2 separate regions of the Anser cygnoides genome follow, and region 1 is linked to region 2. The links are chromatin contacts, called in public Hi-C maps. All regions are on one chromosome and are shown on one strand. The core of a region is the stretch at or near the end of the contact, and the rest is flanking DNA. Distances in the headings are between cores, read along the strand shown. Region 1 overlaps TCF7L2 (transcription factor 7 like 2). Region 2 has its middle 18 kb from the start of HABP2.

Region 1 (4,916 bases), core at 655-3,154, 360 kb after region 2:
TGTGCTTACAATTCTTCAATTTCAATCAGCAAATACTTACTGGGAAAAAAGCTGAAGCTCGATTGACACAAAACTGTCCTACAAGCGCCTGGCCTGCACAAGGACAGCGCCTTTTACTGCATTTGCCCAAGATAGCAACAAACGCTCAGCACTCAGGAAACAGCGCTCTCACACACACCTCACCCGATTCACAAACCTGGAACGAAGCAACCCTGCAAGCAGGTGAAAGCTACCCTCGCTTTGCAGACGAAAGGCAAGTCCTAAATTTTCTACGTGGGTGCTAAAACAAGGCTGATTCTTCTGATGGGTGCCACATCCACAAACCCACTGATGCTTGCAGAGGCGATGACAAAAATCAGAGTGCCGCTGAGGATGAAGCCCTGAGCTTTTCAACATGGGTACCTAGCATTGGAAAGCTTCAGCTGTTAGGATTTAGATATATCAGGAGAGATAGGGACCAACACCCCCAAGTCCCGATTTTCAGTGAAGTGCTCCAGCTACTAGCTCACATAATAACATTAAAAATATTTGCAGGCAAAGTCGTGCATTCTGGGTTTGAAAAGAACATGCGTTTTTGGAGAGCTAATTCTGCCAATTAGGCAAGACATGGTTTGCCTCTCAAAATCTGTTCAAGAAAGTTTGTTTCAAATTAAAAGAAACATTATTTTCTTAGGGCCAAGTAAATCTAATCCCCACATCCACATTTTTCAGGTTCCTTCACGAAAATGAGGTTATCTGGGACAAAGCTTTTATAATTTCAAACAGCCATGCACATCAGTATCTATACTATTAACTATGAATGCAATCAATCCCTTGGCTATTCTTCCTCTTATTCTTTCTGGTTTAGAAGAAGAGAAAGAAAAATCACTAACAGATTTTCTGCAAAATCATTTTGTCTTGAATTATATACTAACATGCACTACTAGTTGCTGTACATCATTTAACAGAAAAAATTCAGCTAGATGACTTAAAATGTAGGTAGGATTTTCATAATTCAGAGGAGATCCTTTGAAAGAAACCAACATTTAGACAGAAGTCTTGGTTTAAAAATTAAAATGTACTTAATGAGCAACAAAGATATCAGTGACTAAAGATTTTCAAAGCCAATACCAGAATACCAAAAAACCTCTTTAACCTAAACATTGTAATAGAAGATGATTACGGTCAGATCAAAAAGTAGTTAAAGTAATGGTATATAAAATATTCTCCTTCTAGAGGTGGCAAGGGGAAATTCGGCACAGATAGAAAGCAGAGACACTAAAACCTCACTGGAACCTGGAAAACATCATTCTGTTTTTCTGCACTAAAATTTAAATCAAATACAAATCAATGCCCTGAGAAAAATTACAGTATTCTGTCCGCTGTTTCAGGTTTAAGTTTTCTATTCAAATACCACCATTACCTTTTGTGTGCCCCCAACAAAAAATATAAATACTTCTTTCATTTTCAACCTTTTTTTTCGTTATTATTTTATTATTATTCCAATGAATGTTTTATATACAGAGACAAATCAGACACATGGCCTGATGCTCAGCTGAAGAAAATCGGGAGAGAGCCATTGTTATGTGCTTTTTTTTTTTTAAGCAGAGTTACGACAGTTCACACAATCTTTGGACAACACACATTTAGCAATGCTGCATTTGTTTTTTCATCATGCTGGCCTTTCAGTGTAATTCTGAGCACTGGGAACAGCTCCAAGTGTCTCGGGTCACTTCTGAAAGTACAGTTGGCACCGATCCCACAGGTCATTCCCTTGGAGGGCTTCCCAACATCTCGGGAGCACCCAATCAAAAACTCTGAAAACTCTCAAAGACATCAATTCCCACACAAGCCCATCATCTGGTGATTTGTGCCCGTCAAGCTACGAAGAAAGAAAACCCGATCCCCTCAGCGCTTGGCAGATTAATGGGCAGAAAGAGAACACAGTGTCTCCGCAGCCCTCTCGGCGCTTGACCCAGGCGGGCTGGGCAGGGAAGGGGTGGCAGCAGGCAAGGCTGTGGCAAGAACCGGGACCCAATTTTGCAAGCGTTACTCCTGTCCCACTGAAGGCTGTGGGTATGGGGCAATGTTTCTGGGCCAGACCCTTATCACCCTTATCTGTGGCGAGGCAGCGACGCTACTTGCATCCTTGTGCAAAGCAGGCACTTGACTGCACGGTGGGGGGAGCGATCTTGGGAGCGTGTTTATTTTTGTCAAGCTGGCACGGGAGTAAGGTGCAGGTTTGCATGGGAGAGAAGGGCAGGGGTCACAGCAGAAAAGTAATAATGGACTTCTGGGTTTGGTCATCGCCTGGCACCTGAGAGCCGGCAGATTCCAACTCTTCCAACCCGTCACTCGCAGCCAGGAAATGCCCTCTCTCTCAGTCATCACTCCAAATAATAAATATTTATTTATAAATTACACGCAGCCTCTTCCCCCCAGCACGAGGCTGAGCAGAGCAGAAATAAGAGCCACGCAGCCCACTAACCATCAAAATAGCTGCGAGAGCAAACCAAGGGCCGCGCAACAGGCAACGAGCCCCATGCAGGCAAGCTCCAATGGCACCAGGAAGAATCTCCAGCATGCGAGAAATGACGAAGACCAGGGGAAAGTTTCCGAGTGCTTTAGATCAGTTCTCTCTTACAAAAACAGGGAGACTGTTCCCAGGTTGTAATCCCTCAAAAGAGGAGACTTCCTACTCTATCACCGAGCAGGCTCGGCTCCAGCCATGGCGCACAGGTGTCAAGTTGACGCTCTGGCACAAAAGGAGACCGGTGCTGACAGTGCCTTGGATGCACCTTTGGGGACAGCATGGCCAGAAGTCTACACAGCGACCAGGAACTGGGCTGAGCACCTAATAAGCAGATTTTTTTTTAATATATTTTTTTTTTAATTTACTAAGTCTCAGCTATCACTAGCAGCCAGCGCAAAGCCTCAAAGCCAAGCAGAATAATGCATCCTCAGGCTTTTGTATCCCAGCTTGTCCTGGCGGCCTCCGTTGCAAATCAGTTGTCGTAGCTGGAGACTGGACTCGAGAAGCCGATTAAACAAAGCTTGCCCTGCTCCTGTCTGACGCAGCGCTCCCTCGTCCAGCTCCTCATTAACGGGCCTCGCGGATATCCACTGTGACTGCTAGCTCCACTGGCTGTTGAAGGGCACACAGTATCCTGGCAAGAGGCCGGATCTGAAAAAAATCTGGCTTTTTAGAGCGGTCAGAGCCCTGTCACAGAGCCGCGTGGGCTGCTGTGCTGAAGCCGCTCTCCCAGCCCAGGACGGCAGCCCCGCTGAGGTCAGCCTCCTCAGAAAAAACAGCGGGTGCCAGACCAGCGGAAGACCCAGCCTGACTTCCAGGTCTTGCCATCACAAGTCCGTCCCCGGCTTGTGAGGCAGGGTCCCCAAAAAACAGCCGTTCTGGCACAGAGGGCCTCAATCCGCAGACACGGCCCATGCCTGTACCCCTTCAGAGACTGTCGGCCAAGAGCTGGCCAAAGAGGCACAGCAGGTGAAGAAGGCCCCGCTTTCAGGGCACAGCAGAAGACCAGAGACAAAGGCTGGTGTACACTGTCTCTCTTTAAAATACTTATTTAAAAGAGAAAATGCATAGAGAAAACACCAGCTTTACCAAGGCCAGGATGCGACCCAAGCTCGTAGAGCTGCCCTGAGGGAAGGCAATTAGTCTCACTCAAGGGATGCCAAAAAATTTAGCAGAGCATCCATAATCACCCTGAAATGTTCTCTACTAGCAAAGCTTAATGGGTTTATCATTTATTTCTCAGTTAAGTGGTGCTTAAGTTGACCGGGGAGTGGATCCATATTGTATATTGATTAGGCAATAAAAACACATTAAAAAGCAAGTCGGACTGCAGACAAGAGCCTCATCCCCTTCCCTCTGCCAGGCGGGGTGTCTGCTCGGACAGGCCGCCACACCTTCGCTCCACCTCTCCTAGCAGTTCAGCTCTTCTGCAAAACGCTTTTACACAGTGAATGAATTCCTAAGGCTACTTGTAAAATTACTAGGTGCAGCCTTGTTAAACATTCATTTGGACCAAAGACAGTAAATTAAAATCACAAAGCGAGCGAGCACCGAGTGCCATGCTGTGACCAAAGCTAAACAAACAGGGCAGTCCATCAGTGACTTATTCCTCAGCCGCTACTCCAGATCGTCCGTCCCCACTCGCCACACTCACAGGGTCTCCCACAAATCAATAGCAAGGCTCAATGATTATTACTGGAACAGGATTACACTCTTTTCTACTTCCAGGTCAGAAGGCACAACGAGTACAAGCCACTATGTATTTTGTGAGACCACACCATGACTTTATTTATGCCATATGGGCAGTTATGATTATTCCAAGGAATAATGTTCATTTATTTCAGCAACAATCTGACAAACTAAATTTATGCTGCACCTTTGGCCTGCTTGCCTGAACTCTGCTCAGCAATGTCTCTCAGCTGGGACTACTTCTAAAACACAAAAACAGTTTTCAAACCGCCAGTGTTTCTTGGATGTCGTTTTGTTTAGATCCACTACAAAAGGGCATTTTCTCACTCTCCACTCTTCCGCTGTCCTCCCCATCTCCTCTTCCCCCTCAAGCTGTTGGCCGTAGAAAATCAAGGACTTTAAGTTACATTTGTTGTGTGCCCTCTGTGAGCACAGAGTCTGAGGCATTACCAGGGCTGGCCCAGGAAGCTGCATTCCACCGCCGGCTGAGGGAGGCCGCCTTTTGGACCCTAGCAAGGCACTTGAGGAAGCCAACAGCTACATACACTCCCTAGGATCTTCAGACGGGTGTGACCAACCATCTAGGAACGTCACTTCACCAAAGTCACTTTGATTACAGACATCCTCATACCGCAGTCACACTACAGCGTCCATAGCACCCCAGGATGCGTGTGTTTTATGGACAGCAGGCAACGTAAATATTATTTATGCTATT
Region 2 (4,462 bases), core at 787-3,286:
ACATTTTTGAGCGCAAAGAGACTATACCACACGTTTTAGCTCGGTAAGGAATGAGTAAAACAAAAGACACTCTCCCAAGTGTAACGTTTTCCACAGTGGGAAGATCAGAACGTCAACATCAGCAACATGCGTTGGAGAAGTGATGTATGGATTGGTGCTGTAGGGCTGCAGAGTTAGCTGTGTGCTCTGATTTACACCAGCACACTCCCAGTCACCCAAAAGGCCAGCCGGAACTGGCTTTGCCTGTTTGGCCCTCTGTGAACGTAACGCGAGTCCTTTCCATCCAGCCATGTGTTTGACCACAAAGGGCACCACCAGGCTGATGCTCAGAGGCACTGCTGAGGTGTGTCTCCAGCACGTGCACCTACTCATAAGCACGCTTAGGGTGATGAGGTTCCTGGCTAAATCCACTGAGACAGGCTTCACGTTGTCCTTACACGTGAAGTATGTGTGTGCAGCCCAAATTCATTCGTATGCAGTGGAACTTTGCGGTTTTTCAGTGCAGAAACCCATGAGAGAGCAGAAGGAGACCAGGCTGCAGAGCTGACACTTTATGGCAGGTCCAGCACCATCAGTCTCACATCCTCTTAAATTTTCCTGCTCCTTTACGACACTCTCTCTATGTATTTTCTATTGAAAAATATTTAAATGAAAAATGCTCGAAAGGGAGAGAGGTTAACAAAACTGTCATCTGGGATAAAAAATTAAGCAGATCTTTTCCAGACTCCACGAACAAAATACATTTCTAGCACTGCGGACCCAGGACTTCTAGCAGGCTGCTGGACTCCCAGGAGGATGCGTTCTTAGCTTATTTCACATATCAGCTTCATGTAGAATAGTTGTTTGTTTCTACTTGTGAAGGACACATATTTTCTGATGGAGATTGCCTACCTCAAGGGCAAGCTAAATTTAGATCTTCAGCTTGGAGAACAATAACTTTTTTTGTGCAATTTAGCTAGAAAATGGAAAAAGTGACTACTCTTGACAACTTTTGTCAGGCGGGAGCAGAGACATCCTCAGACAAGACTGTGAATATACATTGACATTGAATCTGAACTCAAAGCTGAGTTCCTGAACACCTATTATGTCCAGGTCTAAGCACTTCATTCTTATGCATTTTTTGAGAGAGAGACCTTTCCATTCATCTCTCCAGTCAGAAATGTCTTCTTTTTCCCCCACCTATGGCGGGAGATCCTCCCTTTCAGATAAGCAACCAGCCAACTAAAACGCTGCACCCTGACTGATCAGGACTCATCCCTGCACCAAAATGAACAGAAACTGGGCCATATTTTTGTTGAAGAAATGATGAAGACAGAAGGTCGGCTGTCCCGCTGTCGGCTGAAGGAGAAGGAACGGATGGAAGAGGGAGGGGGCGAAGCTGCCCCACACAGCTGCAGTGTGTGACACCAGGACAGACAGCAGAGGGGGACAAGTACTCGTGGGATGGAGCAAATTATGCAGTTCGTGTACTCTGCAGTGATGAAACAGCAAGGTCAGTTTCTGTACACGCTGGCTTATAGGCTGGCATATATGATTCATATATATGTATTTTAAGTCTTCTATATCTCCCCAGCTCAGGCTGCCATCCGCTTCTAGTCTTCTAACAAGCAGGCTTTTGAACAGCATTCACGCTCACTTTTTAAGTTTTGAAAGAAGTGTCTCTTGCTGTAGAGGCTGCTGCTAATGAGAGATGTGGCAGTGAGGAGACATCGCTGCTCTAGGTGGGCTCTGCGCTGTGCCGTCCTGCGCCACGCGAGCAGATGACAGCAGCGCTCTCGGTTGCGCCGAGACTCCGTGGGTCAGAGTCTGTGTTAGCACACACGTAACCATTAACCTGGCCTTTGCCGCCAGCTTCCAAAAACATTTCTGAGCATTCACCTCTCGTTCTGCAAATAACAGTTACATTCAAGGAAAGGTCAGGTCGCAACACGGTGCGGCTGGCTAGAACAGGAGCCACAGAAAAGCAAGGTCACGGTAACACAGACTTCTCTGCAATCTCAGCAAATAAAGAACCCCTCTCGCCCGCTCGATCTGTGTGCAGCGAGCTGCGCTGGGACTGGCAGAGCAGAGCGACGGTGCTTCTGCAGGTCAGCATCCAGCCACGGCAGTGGGCTGCAGCCACAAAGTGCCTCTGCTGTTCCCACCGTGGGGCGCACACTTGACTGCTGTGTAGCATGACCTGCAGTTTGCCTGGCTGCATCAATAAGAGCTACTGAAAGGGGTGCGCAGCGTCTCTTGGCGTTTGGTCCGCCGGGATTTTTTGCACAGGGCAGAGGAGTGACTCCTCTCTCCAGCCACATCCGTTTCAACACTGGAGGTATTTGAAACACTGAGGTCTGAAAAGGAGGTGTCCTACTAGATACTTGAAAGGATGGCTCCCCCTGTTTTATGATTCACAAAACACAGGATTGAGAACTCTGTGTGTGCAGCACCGTTATTAATGGATACAACAGAGCAGGCTGGCCAGTCTCGTTGGACAGTCCTGTTAGAAGTTTTGCCTGCTCCTGTGGCACCAGCTCCTCTTCACCCTCTTCAAAAAGGTGAAGACTCTATTTATTCCCTCCGGGTGAAAACCTGGCCCATGCAGACCCAGCAAAATTCCAGTGTAAGGGACAGGGAAGAGAAGAGATGTTCCCTTTCCTAGATGATGACTGATAGCGGTGTAACTCGTGACCCTGACACATGCTCATCTGGACTTGCCCTGACCTCAGTGAGAATCTCAAGACAGCAGAGGGGCCATGAAGGCAACACTGGGGACCTCTCCCTCAATCCCCCTGTGAGGAATGGGGTTTTCCCTCGGAACAGTAGGCAGCAGTGGCAGCTACCTGCAAGTCACTGCTGCAGCCATGGGACCACCTCAGGACACCTCCAGGGGATGCCATCCTGCCCTACCTCGGTTCCACGGACACTTTATCATCCCTGACCTGTAAGAACCAGCACAGACATAGAGAATCCCAGTACATCTATCTCTACCTCTTCCCAAAAACACTTTTGTAAGAAACCTTCCTACACCAGGCACATCAGCTCAGCATCAGCATCAGCAGAAGATAAAACCAGTGATATCAGCATCATCTTACCAACGAAATTCCCACACTTGTGGAAGGCAGCAGCAAGAGAGAAAAAACTACCCAGACCTGGTCTGGCTTTGATTTGCTGTGTCCCTCAGAATGAAAAGTGATGTCTGTATAGTCTCCCTGAGACCTGAAAAACAGAGGAAGGAAGGTGTGTTCTTGCTCAGTTAAATGTTTCTAAAACCCAAAAAGCGTTCTCCACCTGCTGTCTCTGTCTCAGCACAAAGTGAAATGGTTATACTAAACACTGAACAAAAGTCCTTCCCATTTACAACTCTCCCACCTTCAGCAGCGTTACAGCAGTCTCCTCTGCAGCACAGAGCTGTACAATTTATGTACCCTCCTCTGTCTTAAAATTCCCAAGCTGCGCTGTACAAGCAAGGAAGCTATAAAAGACACTTCGCACAGACAAGACTTACAACTTGCACTCCGTTCCGACGCTGCAAAAAATGCCTCGCTGAAACAAAGATCTGAGTTTCGCATGATTTATTTAACTTTCAAATATATCCTGGGTTTTACAGTGACGGGCACTACAGAAAGCATGATGAGAAATAGATGGGTAATTATTGTGGCGGGTTTGACTTTTACCATCATCTAGAACTGCAGTGAAGTCAGAAAATACAGGTTTATGCTTCTTGAGATACGTGTCTAAATCTAGCTCGTGTCATAAGTGGTCTGAAAGTAATGGTCACAGCTTGACTCCTCACCAGGCGTGGATGAGTGACTTCACACAGAATTAGCGGGATTTTTATGTCAGAGCATGGGGACCACAAGCTTGGGTACAAACCAGCATGGCTGGCAGCAGGTTTCAGGACAAGCAGGGAGCAAGGGAACTCAGTCTCCAAAAAGAATGCTGTAGGCAGCGCTGGGTGTGGGCTGCTCCCCCAGCAGCAGCCCAAAATGTGCCGGTCCCTCAGCCTTCAGCCCCTCTCGCCTGCTCTAGACACTGTGGCTTGCGAGAGGCACTTCTTGGATCGGGAAGGAAGGAAGGGGCGGATGAAAAAACGTTAGAAGAGAAAACCAGAAAAGCTGTTTTATCGGCATGTACCTACAGCTAGATCACAGGGGAACTGTGAAATGCAGGATTCAGTATTGATGTGGCCGCTGTACAGACCGTAACCCCTGGCTGTTACAGGAGCCCCAGGCAGGGAGCTACGCTCGGCTGCAGCATCCTTTGATGCCCAGCTGCAGGACAAGAGCATGAGCCATCACACGGCCAGGGACAGACGGCATGGACCAGACCCTGTCCAGAAACGGGGTCCAGCCACAACCCTGACCCACAGACCACGACGGCACCCCGTGCTCCCTCCCGGGGCAGGCGACGAGGCAACCTGTCCCCCCGGGGTGCGACCCAGGGCACGGGGACCCACGGGACGTCCCCGCTTCGAGGT

Evidence for each region. A called contact is a pair of places that touch in the nucleus more often than the background predicts.
Region 1: a Hi-C map of liver shows a contact between it and region 2, with 4 times the contacts expected there. The contact joins two enhancer-like sites. A contact is called at or near these places in 2 of 7 Hi-C or Micro-C datasets (both in liver).

Annotation. Positions count from the first base shown.
Region 1 is chr7:9,680,012-9,684,927 of Taihu_goose_T2T_genome, forward strand. The region is part of intron 3 of TCF7L2 (transcription factor 7 like 2); the gene reads right to left. Among named protein-coding and RNA genes, the nearest start is that of TCF7L2, 22 kb to the right of the region's middle. Within about 2 kb of position 1,905, at least 1 of the 3 cell types and tissues checked has open chromatin away from gene starts, as enhancers often do. A contact at or near this core is called in liver, where this site is marked.
Region 2 is chr7:9,320,710-9,325,171 of Taihu_goose_T2T_genome, forward strand. No RefSeq gene overlaps it. Among named protein-coding and RNA genes, the nearest start is that of HABP2, 18 kb to the left of the region's middle. Within about 2 kb of position 2,037, at least 2 of the 3 cell types and tissues checked have open chromatin away from gene starts, as enhancers often do. A contact at or near this core is called in liver, where this site is marked.